2 separate regions of the Mus musculus genome follow, and region 2 is linked to region 1. Evidence: chromatin contacts called from public HiChIP or PLAC-seq data. All regions are on one chromosome and are shown on one strand. The core of a region is the stretch at or near the end of the contact, and the rest is flanking DNA. Distances in the headings are between cores, read along the strand shown. Region 1 holds the start of Dennd1b (DENN/MADD domain containing 1B). Region 2 overlaps Dennd1b (DENN/MADD domain containing 1B).

The links. HiChIP or PLAC-seq counts read pairs in DNA pulled down with a chosen protein or histone mark.
Region 2: a contact with region 1 is called in an H3K27ac HiChIP or PLAC-seq map of the HPC-7 cell line, with 5 times the contacts expected there. The contact joins the enhancer-like site here to the promoter of Dennd1b in region 1. A contact is called at or near these places in 3 of 39 promoter capture datasets (the C10 cell line, the HPC-7 cell line and liver), 1 of 15 datasets of contacts at CTCF or cohesin (CD8 T cells), 5 of 484 Hi-C or Micro-C datasets (the C2C12 cell line, cerebral cortex, granulosa cells and 2 more), 7 of 115 datasets of contacts at active chromatin or transcription factors (CD8 T cells, the HPC-7 cell line, the SCID.adh cell line and 3 more) and 2 of 9 other capture datasets (adipose tissue and liver).

Annotation. Positions count from the first base shown.
Region 1 is chr1:138,960,760-138,966,447 of GRCm38.p6, reverse strand. It overlaps Dennd1b (DENN/MADD domain containing 1B), which reads right to left and starts at 2,739. Exons shown (of 22, transcript NM_001166501.1): 1 at 2,563-2,739; 2 at 218-282. The coding sequence starts at 2,579.
Region 2 is chr1:139,013,164-139,018,851 of GRCm38.p6, reverse strand. The region is part of intron 2 of Dennd1b (DENN/MADD domain containing 1B); the gene reads right to left. Among named protein-coding and RNA genes, the nearest start is that of 4930596I21Rik, 38 kb to the right of the region's middle. Within about 2 kb of position 3,286, at least 15 of the 459 cell types and tissues checked have an H3K27ac peak or open chromatin away from gene starts, as enhancers often do. A contact at or near this core is called in the HPC-7 cell line, where this site is marked.

The sequences.
Region 1 (5,688 bases), core at 1,490-3,989:
TGAGCTGCAGGTTGAAATCCAAGCTGCACAGATAGCATCCGTGATTTCTACAACCCCAAAGCAAAGGCCTAGCTCTCTTTTACCACTAGCAATTTGAGATAGTGGAATAGACACCTGGAGCTATCAGGTTCCTGACACTATCATGCTCCGGCAGAACACAGTAGGAACACTTGTCTGGACACACTCGATTACGTTGGGAGTAAAGAAACACACATACCTTCATTTTCAGAGGCATGACACTTCACTTTCAATACCAAGTCAAAAGTTCTTTCTGGATTTTCCCTAAAATAAAGAGAATCTTGTTATATTTACTTTGCACAGAAAAATAGCCATTATCTATAAAGCTTCTATACAAGGATATTCCTATACATGTGGGCTTTTGTGGTGCTAAGAATTAAGCCCAAAGCCTTTCCATGTTGAAAACTCCATCCCTATAATTTACTGACTTTTTTTTTCTTGTTATTTGGGACAGGGCTTCTCTGTGTTGCCTTTGTTGTCCTAGAACTCACTCTGTAGACCAAGCTAGCCTCAAACTCAGAGATCTGCCTGCCTCTGCCTGCCTGCCTCTGCCTCCCGAGGACACCACCACTCTAAATCTAGTCTTATTCCTGTCTCAGCATACTCTATGATATTCCCGACTTGGTAGCAAAAATAGACATGAAAATGTTTTATCAGTTTGATAAGAGTTATAGCTCAGACTTTGGAGTTCTGGATCAGGGGGCAAAGTGTGTCAGCTGTCAGAATGCTTTCTCACCTATAATGCACCCTGCCCATCTCAGAGTACCAGCAAATCAATGTGGGAAAGAACACTGTAGAGTAGTATTTTCACCCTCCTGAATCAAAAATGGAAAGCCAGTACACCCTTAAGCATCCTCTCACACTGTCACAGATCTAACATAGGCTGGCCAGTTTTCTCCAGAGGATAAAAACCTGATTCCAGACTCACAGACACGCTCTCCATAGATAGGATATTGTACACAGGCTTTCCTGAAATCTTTATTGTACTTGAACATGCTCAAAGTAGAGAGCTGTTCACACACTCCAAGGTAACAAAACCTAACAAAAATTATTTTCTTAATATCAACTATTTTTAAGGAATTTGGACATTGGCCTCCTCATTAAATCCCCCCCCCCACACACACACACACACACACACACAGAACAGAAAGTTTGTTTCAGTTCCTTCACAAGTACTAGTTTGGGTTTGTTTTTTTTTTTTTTTTTTCTTCCTAATTTCTTATACTACATGCTTAGCCCATTTATTTGGTACATTTCAAAAGGCAGACTGAAATATAGTGAGATACTCAAAGCAAACAAAAATTTGGTATTGTAGAGTTTCTTTCCATCAGAAGGTATAAGATTAAGTCTGGGGATGTAGCTCACCAGTGCACAGTATCTGCCCTAGAGTGCTTGAAGCCTTGGGTTTGACCATAATGGGAGGGAGAGGCAGGGGACTGTTAAAGGAAAAGACATCACAATGCACAAAAGTGATGGTGTATATTTCAATTACCCTGTTAAGACTAGTGCCTTTGTACATTGGCTTGTTTAATACATAATTTCTTTAAGATATTAATGCTATCTCTCACTTCTAAACAAACATTGATTTTAAATATATATATATATATATATATATATATATATATATATATATATATATATATATAACATGACATTCTTTAGAACTGGAGGGAAAGACAACCCATACAAATTAATTTATAAATATCCACTTCTCCACTTCCTCATCCCACCCGCTATTAACTTGTTTCATGAGCATAAACCGGGCTCCAGCTATCTTTTTTTTTAATTCCCTCATAGTACAATAAATTGTCCAAAGAGTAAGTTGTGTGTTTTTTTTTAATCACCCTGTCCTCTATGGTGTCAAATATTAAAGGAAATATTCTAAAATGTGTAACATTTCTATCTTCATAAGATATTTAGAATTTGTCTTAGGTAAATAAATCCTGACTCGGTAATACTTCTCTGCAATCTACAGGGCCTTTCACTGTGGCTCTAACACACAGTGAGGTAGAACGGAAGAGGAGGGGGCGGTCAAAGAAGACGAGATTTCTTCCCAAAGTAAAGTTTCCAGAGAAAAAGCTGCAAATACCCATCTCTAAGACACCTCCAAGCAGAGCCGCCACCGTTATTCAAATTGCTTTTTACCTACTCCCTACAAGTAAAATGGCCAATGGTGAAGAGCCACCTTAGTGCATATACCACTCTGCAAGCAGCACACACACTCAGCGGCTGCACAAACAAACACCGCTTTCATTTTAAACGAAGGGAAAGCATCAGAAAGCAACCCTGGCCACCCTGAAAAATCACCCTAAAGGGAACCACGGCGATCCTAACGCCGGGGGAGCGGTTCCCTAACCACCGCTCGCAGAGCCGCCCGCCCGTCCGCCCGCCCGCCCGCCCGCCGCGGCGCACGGCCGACCCGGCCCGGGGAAGACCGGTCGCCGGCCGGGCAGGCTTTGCGGCCTAGCGCCGACCTCCGCGCAGCGGGCCGTACCGGGCAGGCCGCACCCGGGGCCGCGGAGGCCTGGCCCCGCCGCCGCTCACCTGGTCCTGCGGTCCATGGTCACATGTCGCTGCGGGGCTGCCGTCGCCCCGCGCCCGCACGCCCGCACGCCGTCCGGGACGCGCTGCTCCGAGCGGCGGCTGGCCCACGGCGCCCTCCGCGGCCTCGCGGGGACAGCACCGCGGCGACGCCGCCCCCGCCCCTGCCCCTGCCCCCGCCTCTCGGTTCCCGCGACCCGGCCGGCGGCGGCTTCGCCACCTTCCGCGAACCAGGAAGTCGGCGGGAGGGGGAGGGGGCGCACGGGGACGCGCCCGGCGGCTGCACCTGGCCGCGCGGGCTCCGGGCAGGACCTGCCCTCCTGCTGTCCTGGGCACCGGCTCCTGCGATCCCCGGCCTGGGAAAGCACTTCTGCCCCGGGGTTCCCACATCACGACTCCCATTCATTGCAAATTGGGAGCTCGAGTGGATGCTCTGACTTCCGCCTCACTCCTGCCCGTGGCCCCGGTAGTGCTCTCTCGGAAACCCAGAGCCGCCCCCTCCTGATTCAGGAATGTTCAGACTTCATGCACCTGCTAACCAGCTCTGCCAAACTGCTCAAGGACAGGCTCCAGTTGCCGGCACATATGGGAAACACATTCCTGCCGCAGACACCGGACGCACAGCCAGGGACTTAACTTTTGAACACACAGTAGCAGGCCCCCTAGAGTGTCGTTCTAGGGGAGCTGAGAGGGCACCACGAAGGATGGAGGAGGTGGAACCTGATGTGTTTCTGTAAGCAGTGACAAACACTGGCTTGGTGTTTTCAACACCTGAGCTATAGGTAGGTACCTTAATCCAGAGCAAGAGACTGGATCTGAGATAAGGAAGCAGTAGGCAGTGGCAAAGTTGGAATCTAACCAAGCTCAGCTGCTGCTGATTCTTACTGTGGCTTCTTACTGCCTCGTCTGCTGCTGTCTCAGATGCAGGATCTACTAAGAAGACATTTAGAAAGATTTATGGTAGACGTTGAAAACATTGTCCAGGGCTGGAGAGTCACACAGACTCCTTAGGGACTGGAGAAGGCTTTCTCCCAGCTAGCATTCCCCCTTGACAAGGCTAGAGTGACTGTCATGCAGTAAGGGTTACTTCAGACTGTATCCATCCACACAGAAAGTACGAGAATGAGGAAACCAACATGGTATGAATGTGGTATGAGTCACGACACATAAAAGTCAGACACGGAGCCTTGGAAAATAAAGACTAGATTTGATCTTATACTTTCCTGCTAAAAAAAAAAAAAAAAAAAAAAAAAAACGGTGTTGCTCCATCAAGATAGAAAGATATAGTCCACAGCCACAAACCTCTTACTTTAAAAAAAAAAAAAAAAAAATGAGCTCCCAATGTGGTTGAAAAACAAAACAAAATGTCAGAGCATACTGTTTTTGTCACAGCTTGTCTTGGCGTGGGATATTAACTTCAGTTTCTCGCTTCCTACATTTGTAAAATGGGAATTATGATTCGCCTGTCACATGAGGACTGTGCTGTTCAAGTTTAAAATTGCAATGCTTCTTGTGAGATATTTGGAGAAATCAGTGAATTTCAGTTTCACAATTAGGCCAACTATACCATGTTTATATGGTTTTCCCATATAAAGATTTTTGCTGCCTAACTAACAAGTTAGCTTACTAGAAAGACTTGAAATAAATTCTGTAACTAAAAACGACTTCTGCCCCAAGAGTTCCTGAAATGTGAGAGTTTCTTCTTTCATTATAATTAATTCTTCTCCAAAGTAAACAATCCTGTCTAGGGTGACTGTGCCATGAATTCTTAGTTTGGGGTGAGAAAATAGTAACAAATGTTTTCAATGTCCGTTGTTGGAATTATATAAAATGACAGTTACTCTATAAAGTTAAGATTGTTACTTATTCAAGCTATACTAAGTATGAAGACAAAATGTCCCATATATTTACTCTGTATCAATCACATTTGAGGCCAACTACAATAAAGAGTTAGATATTATTGATCTTAATAAATAAACACAGGCAGGTATGATTTATATACATAGTTTATCGAAAATTAGTGCAGATAGAAGTTGGAATAAACCTGTCATGTTTATTGAAGTAAACCTATGTTTATTGAAACCAGTGATATAATTTTGGTAATTTTCGCTTCATAGAAAACAACATTACTAATAGAGAAGTTTATAGAAGGCAAATAATCAAATTGGTTGTCACATTTTCCCAAGATCATATTTCAGCAGTAATATTTCCTACTTGACAATAACATTTTTAGAACCATAGTAATTCAAGAACCAGATACTATAATAGTATTGGCAAGGAGCACATAACAGGACTATAGATTAGTGGCAGAGTAGTTGCCCACCACCTACAAGGTTCTGGTTTGATCCCCAGCACAAGAAGAGGAGAAAAAAAGTAAAATATATTCTTCAGCTCATGACTGTAGTAATCTAAGAATATGACCTTGATGATGAATGTGGTGATGTCTATTACTAAGTTGGTTTCAGCTTTGACACAATTTAATAGTGGGAGAGAAGGTGAATTAAGATACACTAACATGTCCATAGGCCTACCTATTTCAACCTACACTTCTGTCATTTTTTTGGTTGGTTGGTTTCGGGTCTTGTTTTGTTTTGTTTTAATAGTGGTTTCCTAGTAGTAGTGTAGCTCTTTTGATCTTTTTACATAGAAACTTTCTAAACCATTATGTTTGAGCTTTTTCTTCAATACCTGATTGTGCCCATTTTCCTCAAGCTACACCCAAATGGTCTCTGGCTGATGTCATTACCTGTTGGAGATGTGGGAGAACCCAAGTCTGGTGCAAGCATGGTTGGTCTTGTGAACCAGCTCCTCTGTTTCTCAAAGTATGGATAACCACAGAGATAAGCACGTGTGCCTTCGAAGTGACATGTTATTAGTATACAGGAGTGCCCCTTCGCAGCCCCTTCCCTCTGGGAAGAAGAAAGAGGCACACAGACTCTCAAAGGTATTTAGAAAATAATTCCAGCACTAATGTTTTAGATCTAATGCAGCCCAAGCATCTGGGCTCTTAGAATAAGTATCCGTTATATCTGTTGATAAATTGTATTTATTTTTGCTGTTAAATGTGCTTCCCATTCATCTTTTTTCTTTTCTGTGTTCCTTCCCAGATTTTTAAAAACTTGGTATTTT
Region 2 (5,688 bases), core at 2,037-4,536, 52 kb before region 1:
AAATGTAAGCCAAATAATCCTTTTCTTCCCCAACTTGATTTTGGTCATGGAATTTCATGATGTTACATAAGAATATTACCTCTAACTAGGAAAGAGGTCCTGCAAAGTGACATTATATTAGCTCCATGAATCTAATCTTCACCAATGGATAATCTGGGCAGCAGAGAATATTATAGACTGGAGAAACAGTATATATGATGACTGGAAGAATAAAACAAAACCAAGTATCATCTGTAAAAGTAAGCAAAATTTACCATATCAAGAACATAATGAACATAGCAGAGCATATGTCCTTGTTAAAAACAAAGACATCCTGAGTTTTGCAGGCAAATGGATGGAACTAGAAAATATCATCCTGAGTGAGGTAACTCAGATCCAACAGGACATGCATGGCATGTACTCACTGATAAGTGGATATTAGCCAAAACGTTCGGAAGACCCATGATACAACTCACAGACCGTAGGAAGCTTAACAAGAAGGAAGGCCCAAGTGTGGATAACTCAAACCCACTTAGAAGGGAAAACAAAACTATCATGGGAGGAACTGGGAAGGAGGAACCTGGGTGCTGGGTGGGAGAGGGGAAGAGGAGGGAAAATGGGAACAGGATTGGGTCTTGGAGGCGGGAGACAAGAGAGAAGCCCTCAGGGCAAGGAGAGTGAATTGGGGGCCAGGAGGAACCTCTAGAAAATCTCAGAGAGCCGGGACGGGTGAGGCTACCAGGACTCAATGGAAATGACATCAGCCAAAATGCCCAACAGTAGGGAAATGGAACCTGAACAGACTACCTCCGGTAGATAGACATGGCCCCCAGTTGAGTCATGGAACCAACCCCTTATCTTCAAAATTTTTGACCCAGAATTGTTCCTGTCTAAAGGAAATGCAGGGCCAAAAATGGAGCAGAGACTGAAGGAAAGGCCACCAAGTGACTGGCCCATCTTGAGCTCTATCCCATGTGTGAACACCAAACCCCAGACACTATTACTGATGCTATGTTATGCTTGCAGACAAGAGACTGGCATGGCTGTCCTCTGAGAGGCTCTACAAGCAGCTGACTGAGACAGATGCAGATAATTACAGTCAGCCATTATATTGAGGTCAGGAACCCCTATGGAAGAGTTAGGAGAAGGACTGAAGGAGCTGAGAGAGATCAAAACCCCATAGGAACAACAACACAGTTAACTAACCCGGACCCCTGGGAGCTCCCAGAGACTCAGCCACTAACCAAGGAGCATAGTCCTAGGAGAGGGCACATAGGTAGAAGAGGACTGCCTTATCTGGCCTCAGTGGGAAAGGAAGCACTTAATCCTGTAGAAACTCAACACCACCACCACCACCACCACCACCACCACCACCACCACCCCAGTCTCCCACTGCCCCCACCCCCACTGCCCCCACCCCCCACCAGAGAAGAGGGATGCTGGCTGGGTGGGGGAGCACCCTCTCAGAGGAGGGAGGGGTAGGGGGGATGGGATGATGAACTCAGGGAGGTGTGATTAGGAAGGGGCAACTTGTGGAATGTAAATAAAATAAAAATTTGAAAAAGAATAGAATGTAGCAGGGAGAGAAAATGAAGGGGGGGGGGCTGGATTAGTCAGAGAAGTGGCAGCAACCAAAGAAGAAAAGACAGCTAGGGCTATTCTGGGTTTTATGCTTTTCTATATGAATTTGAAAATTGTTCTTTTAAGATCTGTGAAGAACGGTGTTGGGAGTTTGATGGAGACTGTGTTGAATCTATCGATTGTTTTTGGTAAGGTGGCCATTTTCACTATGCTAACCCTGCCAATACAAGAACAAGAAAGATCTTTCCATCTTCTGAGATCTTCCAAAATTTCTTTCTTCAGGGACTTGAAGTTCTCATATTGGTCTTTCACTTGCTTGATCGGAGTTACACCTAGGTAGTTTATGTTATTTGTGGATACTGTGAAGGGTACTGTTTCCCTAACTTGTATCTCAAGCCATTTATCACTTATATAAAGAAAGGTTACTGATTAATTTGAGTTAATTTTGTGTCTAGCCACTTTGCTGAAGGTGTTTATCAGCTCTAGGAGTTCTCTGGTATAACTTTTCCATCACTTATATATACTACCATATCATCTGAAATAGTGATACTTTAATTTCTTTTCCAGTTTGAAGACCACCCGCAGTAGCCAGACAGGGATGGGGACACCAACCCACCTTCAAAATTGGTCCCAAAATTGGTCCTGTCTAAAAGAAATGCAGAGACAGAGATGGAGCAAAGACTGAAGGAATGGTCAACCAGTGACCACCCTATTTTGAGACCATCCCATCAGCAGGCATCAATCCCTCACACTCGTTTTGTTTTGTTTTGTTTAGTAAGAACAGTTTATTGAAAACACTGACAAAGAACAGTGAAGCTGGAACAGTGAAGCTTTGCAGATTTGGAAGGTGTACTTATCCAAAACAAAATGTCCTGGAGATTTGAGCTAGACATGAAGGTCCTTTGTTTTATATACACCCAACACATAGTGTCTTTAGTGCCCTGTGTTTTGGTTGGGCCCCTCACGGAGCTGTGGGTGGGAACACTCACCAGTGTCCCTTCTTCAGCGCACAGAGAAGTGGTCAGTGCTGCTGCTTAATCCCTCACACTATCAATGATGCTATGCTGTGCTTGCAGGCAGGAGCCTAGCCTCTGAGAGCCTTTGCCCAGCAGCTGACTGAGACAGATGCAGATACCCACGGACAAACATTGGATGGAGGTGGGGACCCCTATGGAAGAGTTAGGCAAAGAACTGAAGGAATGGAAGAGGATAGCAACCCCATAGGAAGACCAACAGTGTCAAAGAACATGGACCCCTGGGAGCTCCCAGTGACTGAGCCACCAATCAAAGAGCATACATTGGCTGGTCCAAGGCCCCCAAAACATATGCAGCAGAGGGCTGCCTTGTCTGACCTCAGTGGGAGAGGATGAGCCTAATCCCACAGAGACTTGGTACACCAGGGTTCTGATAATACTGGGGGGAGGGGACCCTCTGAGAGGCAAAGGGGAGGAGAGATGGGGGAGGAACTCTACAACAGGGGACTGGAAAGGGGGTCAACATTTGAGACATAAATAAATAAATAAATAAATAAATAAATTTAAAAGAAAATAAAATTCCCAAGTGCTGCAAGCCACAGCGAGGTGATGGGAGCAGAATGACAGCCACAGTTACAGACATAAAGCCATAGGAAGAACAGTAGGGCCAGGGAGAGAGGCAGACAGAGAAGCTGTGGGATAAGCACTGGGCAAGAGGCTTGTGTCCAAACAAATGAACTAAGCAAGGCTGTACATGGCGAAGGCAGAGGTAGAAGATTCAGCTAGACTTCCCTTTCTTTGATAACAATAAGTATTTGTGCATACTGGCAAGAAACAATGACTTAGTGGAAAGCCAGCAAAGAAGGGACACAAGACCCTTCAAAAGACAAAAGGAGAGTGGAATCCTAAGCAGCACAACAGCCTAGAGCTCGAATAGAAGCAAGAGTGTTTTCTGCTCTTATAGGACGAGGATGTAGGTTGTGCAATTCTGAGTAAGTTTGAGGAACTGGTGTGGTGGATTGTATAGAGATGCTGGTTCCTCCCCACACCTTCATGCTATAGGAAGCTCTCTGAAGCAAACTGGTTGTTCATGCTAAGTGTTCAGTTTAGGTAACAGTTTAATCTGGCATCGGAGACCAACAAAGTGGGATTTCCCATCATGATCAATAGCCAAGTGGGAGAGCTATCTGGTAGATCCAATCAACAGTCAAGTTTGTCAGCCATAACTGATGTAAAGAGAGCTTAAATATGTGAGTAGCTATGACTATGAATTAGTTATCACATTCTAACTTCAAATAAAAAGTAAACTTTTTCAGTAAAATCCATCAATGCTATGTATTTACCAAAATATACAAGTGCATTTTAAAAGATGTGTTTTCAGCCGTATGACTGTTTGGAGACAGCATGGCTGAGAAGCAAGATAAAAAATGGAAGCACAAGTGAAATAACAAGCTATGGCCCTGGGAGTGCTGACTCTCCCCGCACTGCATCAGGATGATTCTGTCACCACCAGAGACCATGCTGAAATCCACAAAATCAACCTACCTTCCCCGACTCTGGGCTAAAGTGAAGAACAGCCTCATCTGCTGACCTAAGTATCACACAAATGCCCTTCTTGTACAAGTGCTGTTGTGTAAGCATATTTAAAAGCATATACTTAGATGACCAAAGTAAAAATTTTAATTTCTGTCATATCTGCCAAAGTGTTTCAAACTAATAATTATTGTGACTTTATATCCACCCTGGGTTATATAAAGGGTTTAGGAAAGCATTCTACACAGTTATGTGGGACCAGTTGAAGCTCCCAAGATCAGAACAATCAATGCTTTGCAGTTTCCCCAGCATGCACCACAGCAAAGCATATCTTTACAGAACTGGTGGAAAGATATCACTCACTCTGACAATTTAGTAATGCAAAGAAAGCTGGGATTCACATACCCACTCCGAAAAAAAGCATTATGAGTTATAGAACATTACACATTTTAAGATCACAAGCAATATTTTTAAAAAAAGAAATTCGTTTCTGATAATTCAAATTAGAGTACACTCAATCCCAATAAAACATATAGTCAGATGTTTGTACAAGTTATTTTAAAAGTTAACACATGACAGGTGATAGGCATGCCAATTACCAAGGTCTTAGCATAACACATTAAATACATCTATTGAGATGTCAGAGCTGCCCAATAAATGTGTACAAATACAAAGACAATTGAAATATATACTGTAAAACATATCACTAATACAAAACTTTATTAACTTCTTAAGGATCTGGCAAGCAGTTCTCTTAACAACAGTGTGCAACAAAAATACCAGGAAAGTTCTCACTAAAAGCCCAGAATGTTGGCTCTTATCCACAGAACTTCTAATCCAGCATACGTGGGTCTAACAAGCTCCATGTGGCCCTTATCCTGCTCATTCTACAAGAATCACACCTGAAGAACTAATACTAGACTACATCCATCTTACAAGAATTAGCATTGAGGAATTTAATATATACTAGCTATAAATACTCTAAGCTATGTCAGTAATTCAGAATCCTCTGTATTTTTTGAAGAGTTATTTATGTGTATATATACACACAGAATCCAGTGCTGGAGTTGCTGGTGCCTGCAGGATGCCCAGCTTGTTATATGGGTGCTAAAATCCGAACTCCAACACTTCTGTTTGTGAAGCAAGTGCTCTTAGTCTCAGAGCTCTCTCTCCAACCCCTAGTGTGCTTTATTATGTACTTATACATGCACGTCTTCACAGAACTAGGAAAACCACCATCAATCACAGCAATTGCATTAGGAGATGATGCCATAAAAAACATTACTGGATATTTTTAAAATAATAAATATATGATGATAAATGCTAACATCATAATTCTATTTCTAGGTCCCAGTGAAACGAGAAACTCAAGAAGAAGGAAGACCAAAGTGTGGATATTTCGATCCTTCTTGGAAGGAGGACCAAAATACCCATGGAAGGAATTACAAAGTTCGAAGCAGAGACTGAAGGAATGACTATCCAGAGACTACCCACCTGGGGATCCATCCCATAAACAACCACCAAACCCAGACACTATTGCAGATGCCAATAAGATTTTGCTGACAGGAGCCTGATACAGCTGTCTCCTGAGAGGCTCTGCCAGTGGCTGGCAAATACAGAA